Regions from separate parts of the Mus musculus genome. Here region 2 is linked to region 1. The links are chromatin contacts, called in public Hi-C maps. All regions are on one chromosome and are shown on one strand. Each heading gives the region's core, a stretch centred on a gene start, on an enhancer-like site or on the middle of the called end of the contact. The rest is flanking DNA. Distances are from core to core; before and after follow the strand shown.

Evidence for each region. A called contact is a pair of places that touch in the nucleus more often than the background predicts.
Region 2: a contact with region 1 is called in a Hi-C map of cerebellum, with 2.3 times the contacts expected there. The contact joins the promoter of Cacna1d here to the enhancer-like site in region 1. A contact is called at or near these places in 7 of 484 Hi-C or Micro-C datasets (brain, cerebellar granule neurons, cerebellum and 3 more), 6 of 115 datasets of contacts at active chromatin or transcription factors (SST interneurons, bone marrow-derived macrophages, embryonic forebrain and 3 more) and 4 of 9 other capture datasets (adipose tissue, liver, macrophages and 1 more).

Annotation. Positions count from the first base shown.
Region 1 is chr14:30,214,347-30,221,018 of GRCm38.p6, forward strand. All of the region lies in intron 3 of Cacna1d (calcium channel, voltage-dependent, L type, alpha 1D subunit), which reads right to left. Gm52107 (a long non-coding RNA gene) reads right to left here. Exons shown (of 2, transcript XR_003951104.1): 2 at 602-6,672. Among named protein-coding and RNA genes, the nearest start is that of Gm52107, 6.4 kb to the right of the region's middle. Within about 2 kb of position 3,920, at least 37 of the 459 cell types and tissues checked have an H3K27ac peak or open chromatin away from gene starts, as enhancers often do. A contact at or near this core is called in bone marrow-derived macrophages, cerebellar granule neurons, cerebellum and 3 more, where this site is marked.
Region 2 is chr14:30,349,119-30,355,790 of GRCm38.p6, forward strand. It overlaps Cacna1d (calcium channel, voltage-dependent, L type, alpha 1D subunit), which reads right to left and starts at 4,368. Exons shown (of 47, transcript NM_001083616.2): 1 at 3,807-4,368; 2 at 1,522-1,831. The coding sequence starts at 3,873.

The sequences.
Region 1 (6,672 bases), core at 2,670-5,169:
ACAACCATTATTTTAAAGTCTTGCTTGGCTACCTGAAAGCTCAACCCCATATCCGTCTGGCCACCTCAGCCCAGACGGGTGCCTCCGTATGGTTTTGTAATCACTAAGGTCAGTCATTCTAATGATGGTGGCCATGGGAAAAGGTGGCAAGCTTAATATTGTTGTCTCAATCAAAATCCATGCATGGTTGGGACCAACCAAAAGCACCGTGCTTGGGCCCCACACTTCTAAGGAGGTTGTCCTGCTACTCCAGCCGTGGAGTCTGTGCTTTCAAGCTGCTTTGCTTTGCACGCCAGCAGAGCTCACGGCCCACGGCCACACACTTATAGACTCGGCACTTGGCCATGCTCACTGCATCAACATCTGAGACGCCTGAACGTGAACCCCTGAAACTTAACAGCTGAAGAGAAGCTATTTTCTAAAGTCTATGTTTATTATTTATAAAACATTCTGGTGAGTTAGGATAGAATGCAGTGAACAAAGACAGGTTTTCCGTTAATTACAGTAATGTTGGTGAATCAGACCTCAAATGTCTGGAAATTACTACTTTTTACAACTTGGGATGCTGCTCAAATGCCAAACATATAAAAAAAAAAAAACCCAAATGCAGAGTAAATGCTTCAACTGTCACACATAGCTTGCATCCTAAGAAATATTTATTTATATTACATCCCAGATACAGAGTTCAGAGGAAGACAGCGGCATGAGGGAACACAATCCCTCCTAGTGAGAGGTGGGTTCTGAAAAGCTCTAAGGAGCTCCCACTGGGAGCAGTACATTGCTTCCATTCACCCCACATGGCTATGCTGGCATTCTTTGTTCTATAGGGTAAGATGCAGTGGCTGATGCCCAAACATGCAGACCTGAGAGGGGTTCCTTTAATTTCTAGAAAGTTACATTTTCATTCCCAACTCTTAAAAAGGGATGCTTACTATGAGATGGCTATATTTGTTCCAAAGTTTATGCTACATGTGGTTTGCTATTGTAGCTGCCTAACTTAACTATGGCGAAATATGACAGTTAAAAAAAAAAGGTATCACACCCATGAAAACTAGACAGAACCCTTCCAGCATCCTGATAAGGAATGCTGCTCTCTATTTTTATTGGTGGTCAGATATAGTTGAGATGCCAGGGAAAGAGAGAAATCATAAACTCTTAGAATTGTTCTGTTTTCTTCTTGTGATTCTTTCAGTTCTGTTGTTTATTTGCCCAAATGTGGCCTCATGTGGCCTAGACTCCCCATAAACTGGGAAGGTGGCTGATGATGCAGATCTTGAGTATCAACTCCCCTGCCTCTTCCTATCACAGATACGGAACCAAACAATGCAGCTTGCTGGGATTACAGGTGTGCTCCATCACACCTGGCTCCTCAGTCTTTTAAAAACTAAGTTAGGAATTTGAAAATTCCATGTAGTGTAGTTTGAGTACATTCATCTCCCTTCCGCCAAATCTTTCTCCCTCTCCCTCTCTCCCCTTCTTTCCCTCCCCATTCCCCACCCCCTCTCTCAAAGACTGATTTGTGCTGTTCTAATATTTGTGGATGTGTTGCCTTCCACCAGCATGTAGTCTACTTACCAAGCACTCTACTCAGAGAAAACTGCCTTGTTCATCCAGCAGCTATTGATTGCCAATGATTGGCCAGCAGGGGTGGGATCGGGTGCTCCCTCCGCTCTCAATGCTAGAATTTGGTCTGGCTTGAGTTTACGCTTGTGCACCCAGCTCCTTATTTTATTAACTGGGAAGTGGATTCATATTGTAGGGATCATTTATAGGAGAGAGAATGGGCATGCTGACCAGGAGAGAGTGAAGCACAGCCAGATGCCCTGTGTCAAAAGATGAGCAAGCCAATGTCCAGTCACACCCAGATGACAAGAATCTTTAAAGTGTTTATGTGTTTTCAACAGATCTCTTAGCTGACTTTAAAGGGAAACAACTAAGATGATCAAGAACAAGAACGAGTGTGGCAGAAGTCAGAGACCTAATCAGGGCTCAGCTGTCCTCTGCTTCCTCCTGGGCTCTAGAACTACACTTCCAGGAGCTAGGCTCAGAAACTGATAACAAACTCCAAACACATAGCCATCAGCACAGTAAGAACTCAAGCAAATATCACGCTGCTCTCACAGGACTTTTGGAACACTTTGGCAGTTAAGGATCAGCTGTCACCTCATGCACACTTGGACCTGAGGCTGGTAAACTATCCAAAGTTATATGTTCTATAACAACCTCTGCCTGCTTAGTGTGCCAACACAGAGGAAAGTATCTGTGTGTGTGTGTGTGTGTGTCTATGTATATGTGTATATGTGTATATGTGTATATGTATGTATGTATGTGTATGTGTGTATATGTATGTGTGTGCATGTATGTGTGTATGTGTGTGCAGTGTTATGTGTCTGCTCTCTGGGCCTCATCAAGAGGAACTGGAGAGAGCTGGGGTGACGTGAAGGCAAGCAGGCAACAGTTCAAAATGAGAACTTCTCACCATACCAGAGTTGGTGAGCTCCGGTCTTCGGCCTGCCAGCTTACCATTGAAAATGAAGCTTTACTATGCGGAAGTACCTTGTTTGCGTATTAACTGTGGATGTTATATTCACGGCAGCAGAGCCAAATAGTGAGGACAGAAACTGCAAGGTCCACAAAGCAAAGTTATCTCTGCTTCTTATTTAAAAAAAAAAAAAAAAAAAAAAAAAGGTCTACTGCCCTGGTCTGGACCAGTGGTGCTCAGGAGAGAGAACAAGTTTGGTTTCACTTTTCTGCCATAAAAAGAGTGAGTGCTGATTACCTAGTCTGGTTCCTTCCTTCTGCAAGGCGGATGGTGTTCTGTCTTTTGCTTAATCCCCAGGCTATGTATAAGATACTAGTGATGTCACTGCAAACAGAAGCTTTATCACAGTCCTTGCAGCCTTTCCCTGTCTGCTTCCTGGGGATGTTCCAGATGCTGGAGCTATAGTGCTGGCAGGGCTGGCAGAAGCTCTCTCTGCCACTGTCACAGTGCAGAGGCTGCTTTGGAGAGAGACACTACAATTCAGAATTGTGGGCATAAAAGGAACTGCAACTAGGGGATATTTTTTAAGACCTTGAAGGGCCGATTCTTCATTATTCCCATAGAAGCTTTCAGATTTTATTCTACATTTAACCAAAGTTCCTATGAGACTATTAAAATAATAATAAATTTTAAAAATCCCATGGCCACCATAAAAATGAATTAAAATAATAGTTTCTGCAAAATACTTTAAGGGCCATGACACTCACTGTAAGAAATGGGTGAGGGCACATTCCCAAACATTCCCTCGAGCTGGCCCAGAATCGCGTGTGGAGAGCGAGCGGGATCTGGGGGATGGAGTGGTGACAGTGGATGCTTCCCTCGAACTTCAACAAAGAACATGATCCCAGAAAAGGCACAAAAAGCACAACACATGGCCCCAAAGGATGAAGGCTGAACCCACCCTGACACCTGGGCTCACATCCTCTGCTCTGCCTAAAAGGGGATGAGGGCTTCCATTGCTGTGGTACCAGGGAAATGGGCCTCTCTGCTGAGAGGAAGAACCACTAAGCAGCACACTTTGCAAGAAAGCAATAAATGGGTTTGATGTCTCTGAGCCTTCTAGAGTTCACCTTCCTATTTCAATTTACTGAGGCATAATCATAATGTCTTCAGCCCAGGGGAGGAGCCGAGAAGCCAAAAGGAGGACTCCCTTCCTAGATCTCAATACCAAGGACTTAAGAGAATCAAGGGCAGCCCTGTTCCCAAGAAGCAGCTAGCACCTCGCCCCCAAAAGCACTCTTGGCATTGGCTGATTCCTGAAATGATTCTCCGCTGGCCTTAGAAGGCCAGTCTCCATGCCACCCTGTGGTCTGGCAGGGGCTCACAAACTTCCTCTGTGCTTCCTCCCAGCCAAGTGAGCCACACAGGGTAACTAGATTGGAACTCTTTCTGGGATCTCACCCAAGGGCGCTGGCTGCCATGCAAGGTCACATGCCCAACCACAGACTGGGAAGGAGGAACCAGAATGGCTGACTAGAGCCACATGTCTCTGTCAGGACCTGCTTAGTAGGGTGGCCTCTAAAGATCCCGCTGGGGATCTGCCTGTGGACACCTGTCAAATGGAGTGTGTAGCCACCTGGCCAGTTTTGGCTAGAGAAGCTACAAATCCAACCAGGAAAAGATACTGCAGTGGTGTCTCATCAAATAAAAAGGCCTATAACTGGTCTTCCTCCTTCGCTTTCTCAAAAACGGAGGCATGCTCAAGCTGTGGCACATGGGACAGGGGTCAGGTCACACTGCTCACAGGGAGATCACGCCATGCTGCAGGAATTAGGACAATGCCATCCTCCTCAGAATGAAAACCAGGCAGGAAGAGCTAGTCTGGCTCAGGTGTCAGGATACAAAGGGGATAAGGGGATCTCAAATGGTGTAGGTGAGAGTAGACACTGGAAAGTAAATTATTTTATGTTATAATTCGGGGTTCTTGAATTGCCGAGGGCACAAGGTCCTCATGCTCACAGATAAACATTAGGGAAACTGAGGGTGTTAAATGCCCAAGGTTGCCTCTTCAATGGAAAAAGACATATAGAGCATGGGATTGGATGTAGTTAATAGCCCGGTGATCTGTATTATCTATAGGGTCTGTCTGTTCCCGAATCCCCCTAGCCCCCAGACTATTACATTTATTCCAGACTCTTCCTCCCAAGACCTTTACTTGAGCATTTTTTTTCTCTGTCAATAGAACCTGTCTTTATGGGTGATATCACATGAACTTTATGCCTGATGACCTCTGTAGTATCTCCATGACTGAGACAATTCCTGATCCTCCCTGTTAGGCCCTTAAGATGATACATCTTCATGAAGGAAGTGACATGTACTTTTAAAAGAGTTTTTGCTGCAATTATGCCTTGTGCATACGGGATTGGGTTACACCAAGAAACTTTTCCCTCCCTACTTGAACTGTACTTAAATACACCTAAAATAAACTCCCTAGGGTCAGACTCTGGAAGTTTGAACCAACACCAGCTGCTGAACTGCTTTGAACCAGATTTCCTTCTTGTTTCACATGGGTCATTATTCTCCTGACCCCAGCATTTTCTGAGACCTCCACATTCAACTAGTAAAGTGTAGAGGGGGAAATAGAGGTTTAGAAGGAAGAACATTGTCCATTATCAAAAGCCAAGACAGCAGCTAAAGACAAACTGAAATTGTAGCCACCTGTCTCTGTCATCCCTGTACCACGAGAGTCACTTTAACCATGTTTGACTTTTAAAAACAACCAGAAAGGTTTCAAGGCTGTGGCTGGGGGTGTAGGTCAAGGACTCACAGACAGGACACCCTCTTTATTCCAGGATGGGAGCAGTGAAAGATAGTCCTCAGAGCATCCACCCTCTCCCTCTCTAACGATCTTTCAGCTTCTCACACCCTTGTCTAGCAGCACATTTAGGAGTGCTTCCAGCTTCTGTTTTCTATGTACCTCAAAGGGCATCTTTTACCACACACACATACACACACTCACACAAATATTTACCTACGTGCACGTGTGTACACACACTCACACACACCACAATCTTGTAGCATCCTCTGGAAAAGTCCATCCCATATCTATCCACTAAGGAGCCCACTAATCCTCACAGAAGTTCTGTTTCTAATATCCTGTTAGGGTCACAGCTCACAGGCTGAGGAATGTGTGGCCTGACGCATGCCTGTTAAGGGATTGCAGAAATGCACTTGGATGCTCCTATGGTATGTCCCAAGGAAAGCATCGCAGCACAGCACACACCTCCCAGATGGAAGCTGAGCTTGGGCTAGCAGGGGCAAGGACAGCTTAAAAACCACCTGATTGGAGAAAGCTTAGGTGTCAGGAGAGGAAAAAGCAGAGCAGACTCTTTGTCAGAGGACAAAGTTGTTTCCATGACCACACGTAAGGGAAAGCGAGCCAGTGCTCAATCTCGGCTCCTTTATTTTTCCTTTCTTGTACTTATTACTGTGTAGATCAGTTAAGAATGAGCTTCGTGGCAATTAAAAGTGAGAACAATGCTGTTGTGACTTCATTCCAAGAAAAGGAAAAAGGAATGAGTATGGATCTAATGTCTGCCCTCGGCTCACTTCCATCCTCCGGGGGCTCAAGAATGTCTCCTCCCACTCAGCAGTTACCCTGTGCTAACTAGAACAACCATACTTGTCAGCACACTTGTCCAAAGTCCTCAACGTTAAAATGGACAGCCAGCACCACTGCCGTGGGAGTGGACGGCAGGCTACCTGTTACTTAAAGCTCTGTTGAAAGAGAACTGGTTTTGGTCACTGGGTATATTAAAGATTATGTCCTGAGTGCTGTCCCCTCCTCTATAGACACCATTTTCCAAGCTTCCCCGTTTGTTGGTTCCTATTCTACAGAGGGCAGCACAATAAAACCCCCCATTACAATTCTGCTCCAGGCACCTTGCACTGACTGAGATTACATTCAAGGGATGGAGGAGTGGGATTGAATCAGCTATGATTAGAAGATGAACTCAAAGGAATTCTTTAGGAGGCAGGAATCAGTTGACGGGGCACGAAGAGTTCTTCCAAATTTGGTAAGTCGACTCTGCTGCCATGCCATGTAGCAACAGTCCCTACCTTTTCATTGATGAATACTGATCCACTGTATGAATACACTAAAGGTTTGTTTATCCCTGACCTATTGATGA
Region 2 (6,672 bases), core at 3,118-5,617, 140 kb after region 1:
GGATTTAAAGAGAAAATGCACGCACACAGCCCCAAGTATTCAAGAGATGCCATAACTCACTCTGGAGGAGAGACATCTGTGCTAAAAAAGAAAAAAGCACGTGAAAACCTTCAAATCCTGCCCTGGCATTCAACTGCTCTCCCCAAAACCTTTCTAGACAGTTGCTTCATTTTAACTCCTGTCCATGAGCAGACAAAATAGGCAAGCTAAGACAGAGATCACACAGGCAGCGGCCATGATGAGGACCCCCCACTTTCTAGCTGTCACCCAGCAGTCCTTCACCCTGGCATCTCCCTTCCCTGAGCCTGCTGAGGAAACCTCCTGCTTGCTGCCAGAAATACTCAGAGGGCCTGTCGGCCCGAAACACCCTTCTGGGAAAGTGCAATGCTTTATTCTACCCAGACCAAAGAAGCATATGATTAATTAGAAAGCCTGAGTTCAAGAGAAGGTTCCAGTCAACCTTTCCTAGCGGGTGGCAGGCATTGGAGCCTGGCTCCCAGGTCTGGGGAAGGGAATAAGCAGGTAGAAGCAATATTGTTTTCCAAGATCTGGGGCATGGCGATGACCATCCTGGAGCCAATTAAAGTTCAGTTTTAAAAATGCAGACACTCAGAAATGTAACTTCAGGCCAGTCCAAATGTGTGTGTGTGTGTGTGTGTGTGTGTGTGTGTGTGTGTACATACACAGACATATGCAGCACCTGTCAGTTCCTCCCTGGAGTGCTGCTTTGTCACACACGGGGCTTAGAGGAAGAGACACTCACCAGCCTCCCCTGCATGGCTTCTAGACTTGCTATATGGCTGCATGGCTCTTTTTTAAAGCTTATCAAAAAGAAATTTCAGGAAGTCATAGCATTGATCAGCTAATAATAGTAGTAGTAGTAATAATATCAAAAGTAACTTCTCCCTATAAATCAAATGTTCGCATTTAAAGTTACCTAAACAATTAGAATTAGCAAATAGCAGAGCCAGAAGCAACCTTACACTCACTGTAGCTGTCCAGGCAAATTTCAGTCACTAGAACCAGAAGATTCCACTAAAGGTCATTTCTAGTACAGACTGAAAATAGTCTCCATCTTTTTTTTTTTTTTTTTGTGAATCAGCATACCAAATTTTCAACAAATTAAAATGCATATAACTGCCCCCAAAACAATAACAGCTTCAGACCTATCCAGTGTTCTATGACCAAAGGTCTCGTTCATATTCTAACTCCCTACCACTATGAAGTTGCAATCTTCACTTCCCCCCCCCCACACACACACACAGCACTACATACATACACACACACACACACGCACACACGCACACACACGCACACACACAGGCTAAATATACTCATGGACACACCCTCTGCAAGCTGGGGAGACAGGAAGCCGTAGCCCATGAAGCCCCTTGCCTGCAGTTGCCACCATTGCTCACATTCCAGACTGCTAAGGCTCTGAGAAGTGTCACTGCAGAAAGCAAATCCTTTTGAAGCACAGATGGCAAATGAGAAAGACTTCCCACAGAAAAAAAAGGATACTTCCATTCCACTATACTAATGCAGGCTCTTCGGATGGGGTTATTGAGGGATAAACAGAAAAGGGCACGGGCAGGTCGGCTGTTAGACGAGTTACCCTGTTTTTTGCTCTTGGCGTATTGCTGACGTTTTCTTTGGGAGAGAGATCCTACAGGTGGGGGTGCAGAGGTGCTCATGGTCTGGGCGGCCTTGGCCTGTCTAGCAGCATCGATTGCAGCTTGCCAAGATAGGACAGTTTGCTTGGAGCTGTTGGGCTGAGAAGTTGGTCCTTCACCAGAAATAGGGAGTCTGGTGCCTCTTGCATAGTTTGCCTCTGAGGAGAGGAGAAAAGAGATTATTCCTTTTGGAAAAAAAAAAAAGAAGAAGAAGAAGAAGAAGACTTCAATCCATACTATCTTTTTAAAAAGCAAAAGTGTCTCCCATCTTGCATTTCCCATTTTGAACCTTCTGTCACAAGTAGTGGGGTTTGGCCAGGCAATGCAAAAGTCACCAGAGCTCTACTCTGAGCATCAGTCATGCAGGGCCATTGTTGTGCCACACCTAACCACACTGGTACTCTTCCATACCTGTGTCTTCAAAAGGAATCTTTTAGTGCATCTCTTCTGACAAACTGAGGCCATTCTCACAGTGATCCCGTGTCTTTTCCTGACTTTGAAAACACATGTATCTCTCATGGCTTAACAGATATACACAACTCCCTTTCTCAAAAAGTAATTACCAACACACACACACACACACACACACACACACACACACGCACACACGCGGGCACACGTACACACACACTCAACCAATAATTCAGTAGTTTTAACCACTTTTAGACTATTCCTCCAAAAGCTCTCCATAGCCATATATGCAATTTTTTCTACATGGGAAAAAAAAAAAAAACCTCTTTACTGGCACCAGGCAATACCAAAAGCCCCACAACAAATATCTAGATTATGCATTAACACTTCCTACAAATGAAAATTCATGATGCTTGGGACTCATTTCCTCCACAAGCTTCAGAAAACAGAAAAACATCTTTAAGGCTTTTTTATTATTATTATTGCATTTTAAATTGCAGCAGCAGCAGCCAAGCCAGCATCTAATCGGCCTGCACCCTAAGAGTCAGGGTGCATTATGTCAGGGAACCTCAAGGCCTATGCAATAATTATCTCAGTGTAGAGTAGCATCCAGGTACTCCCAGGGCAAAATACTCAAAAGCGGGCGGGGGAGGGGGGAAGGGGAGGGCATGGGATGGAGGGTGTCCCTTCATGTATAGAGCTCGCCTCACTGTGGGTCTGGTCATTCCTTGGAAGATGGACATTGGGCCACCATCACCTCTGCTGAAGCAGATGTCAAAGTGAGAGTGGTGTCAGAGGTTGGAAATCGGGCGTTTGCAAAACCAATTATCACTAAGTAAAGAGTCAAAGCAAGCACAGGTCTCCTGCCCTACTGTCCTTAAGCCTGGGACAGAGCAAAGCAGGCAGGTGGCACTCAATCTGAGATCAGGGACTAGTTTTGCCAAGCGGTTCCTTTGAGAAGCGCTCACCGGAAAAGGCTTCAAGAAAACCAGGGCTGGGAAATGCTAACGACCTCCATGAAGGGAACCTGGCCAAAAGCACCCCAGCCTTCTTAGACCCGGCCCCCGCTGGTGTGGAAACTGCACGTGGTGAGTTGCAGAGCCCCACAGCGGCAGCAACTCTCTGGGCATTGCTAGGTTACCGACGTGTGCACAGGAGGCACAGGGAGCGGGAATACACGCTCCACCCGACCCTGTTCCCTCAGATCCCAAGACCCGGGGCTTCTCCCATGAGATGATGGGACCAAGCGACCCAAGGGGTAAACCTGGAACAGTCCTAGAATTTTCCTGATGCTACTAAGGACCTTCTTCTTAGTCAACCAGAGGCGCGGGAGATAGGGGGAGGCTGGAAAAAGGGTTCAGGCTGAAGACTAACACCTCCTCTTCCATCGCTCAGGGGCGATGAAAGAGGAAAGTTGAGCCCGAGCACACTGAACCCGGATCACCTCACTCTTGCCCCTTGGCTCCACAGTACTCCACACACACCCAAATGGCCGCCCCCACCCCAGCAAATGCAGAATTAACTGACATTCACGGCCTGAAGAGGAGAACGGAGTAGCTGCCGCGCATCACCCCTTTCTATGTAGATGACACCAAGCCAAAAGCATCATTTCCAACCCCCTCAACCCACCCAACGCATCGGAGATGGGGGGTTGGGGGTGGGAAGAGTAGGATCATGATAGGATGAGGTTTGGCAGCGGGTACCCAAGCTCAGGCTGCTCACCGTTCGCATGGTCCTCTTGGTGCTGCCGTTGATGTTGCATTTTTTTCATCATCATCATCATCATCATCCACGAACATTTATTGAGCGCCTACTGTGTGCAGGGCACTATGCTCAGGGTTAGGGAGGGGGAGGAACGGATATGGGAGGTTACGGATAGGTAGGAGCCGCGGTCCCTGCCCTTATTTTCGCTTCAGCAGGGGGTGGGGAAGGACAGAGACAAATAACCAAAAATAAAGATAATTTATAAAAACCGCCTGCCACCCACGCTCCTTCTTTTTTTTTTGAAAAATGGAGCAAAATAAACTTTTTGTAAAAAATAAAATCAGATGTATATATTATCTTAGTAATATATACATGTAATTTTTTATTTTTTTTATTTTTTTTTACTGCAAAGGAGAATTGGCTTGGTCCCCTCCTCTAGCGGAGGGACACCGTGGTGGTGCCCGCCCGGCCTGCCGGGCCGCTCGGCGCGCCCCCCATGCCGCCCGTCCGCCCGCCCGCCGCGGTGCCCGGTGCCCCGCCGCCGCCGCCGCCGCCCGCGCCGCCGCTGGCTCGGGACCGCGGGCAGCCGGAGCTCACATCCGGGGACGGAGGCGCTCGCCCGCCCGCCCGCCCGCCCGCTCCGCGCCCGCCGCGCCGCGCTGCACGCCGGCTTCGCCCTGGCGACGCTGCGCGCCCGCCGCCGCCGTCCCCCGCCCTCCCCCGCGCGCCCGGGCCTCCCACCGGCCGCGCCGCGCCCCAGCTGCCCGCCTGCGGCCCACGCGCCCCCCGGACTCCACGGCGCGCGACTCGGACGCCGCCACCCCCAGGCTGGCGCGGCTGACCGAGGGTTAAGTGCGCTGCGGCCGCCGACAGCCCGGTTAACCCCCTCGGCGCCGCCGCGCGGGCGCCCCTTCCCCGAGCCAGGCCCGTGGGGCCCCGTGCCTGCTGCTAGGGGCGCCGATGCGCCGCTCCTCTACACGGCGTCCCCAAGCGGAGGCTGCTGGGGTCCCCTGGGGTCCGCTGGGCTGGCTCTGGTGGCCTTCGCACTCTCACACCTGGGGGAGGCCCCGCCCCCCTCCCCCCAGGAACCCAGGTGCCCGCAGGCGATCGCTGCTGCTGCAGCATCAAAGCTCAGGGTTCGAGGGCTCTGCTTGGACTGGACAGGCGTCCCCCAGCTCTTACACCGTTTCTTCCAGTTTAGAGGTGCAAAGAGATGGGGGGCTTGTTCTTTGGGGAGCACTGACTGTCCTCAGAGATCTGCCCTCAGCCCTGAATCCCGTCCTCCCTCCCTTATGCATACGTGGCGGTGGGCTCCCTCCCTCTCGCCATCACCTCCACGTGTATTTGGAGACAGGTACAGAGAAGTAACAGCCAAGGTCTTTCAAACTGCTAGTGTGGAGAGGTAGACTGTGCAGCTCAAATTGATGACTCGTTTAGGAATTAATACTTTTTTTTGTACCTTCTCGGCCTCCTGTTTGTAGTGGGGGAGGTCTACAGGCCCCAGCTCCGTCTGGAGGGGGAAATACTGTATCTAGTGGATGACTGATATTTTTCATTTAGCTTTGTGCTGGCTGTTGGGAAAAGGCGTCTGCTTTGTTACTTTGCAGGATTCGATTTATTTGCCTTTGTTCGGATCTGCTTGTTCCTACGGAGTTTTAGAACGTTTGAGAACAGTGTCTTTAAAGCAAAAGGCTCAGCGTGAATTAAGAAAATAAATGTTTCTGGGAAGGTGCTCCTTGCTCAAAGAGGACACACCGAGCATCTCTGATTGTTGCAGGGGGGATCCACCTGGGAAGAATGACTCTCCAGGGGTCTTCCTGAGAGAGGGGTGTCTAGTTAGGATAGAGGAAAACAACCATGCTTGCCTGCTTTTTCACTTGGCTCTTTGGAGAGTGGCAGGATTGGGAAGCAGCCTGTGGCCTGTGTAAAAGAAAGCTGGTCTGAGCAACCTCACCTGTGCTGGTGCTTAGCTGAAATCAAAAAGGATGCAAGAACATATCCTTTGATAGGTCAGATTTGCAAGGAAGCACGTGTGTCACTATCAGAATTCCAGGTCTATAGCTTATCCTCTGGAGACTTCTACAGAAAATGCCTTGCTAACACTGGCCCATTGTCCGATTTAGTTCAGCCAACACTGAACAGGCATCTGTTAAGCGCAGTTGTCTAGGCTAGGAGTTACCAATTTTGATCTGTGTGCACAGTCCCTTCCTCAAGGGCAAACCATCTACTGGAAGAAGCAGAAGCTGGGCTATACCAAGTGTAGGAAGCACTATGCAAGGGTGCTCTGGAGCCCTGGAATTGAAGGGCTCTGAGAAGTCTTCCCAGTTCTGTTAACCGCTTAACTAAGCGGGGAGAAGAGACAACCACAGGGCAATGAAGCTATTCTGTATGTCACCATAATGATGGACCTAGAGCATTATTTGATTGTCAGAGGCCATAGACCTGTGCTCCACAAAGGTGAACCGTGATATAAACTGTGGACGGAAGTTAACAATAACCCATTGCTACTGTTTCAACAAATATACCACACCAAGCCAAGATGTAATCATAAGAAAAACTGCTGGAGACATGTACCTTCTATGTAAATTCCCTGTAAACCTAAAACTTTGTTTCTATTAAAAAGGGGGGCTGATTTAATAGGGCAGGAAGAATGGAGGCACAAAAGAGATTAATGTGTGGGTGGCATCTGTTTGAAAATCAACGGGTGCACAGGTAACATGGAATCCTGCACTCCTCTGCAGTGGGAACCAGTGACGGGGTTTTAACTGAGAGTTGGCAGGATTAAACTGTGAAGGGTGTGGGTTCTACACTCAAAATATGAATAAGTATTTGAAATTGAAGGATATATATTCATTTATTTGTGTGTATGTGGAAGTCCCTGGAA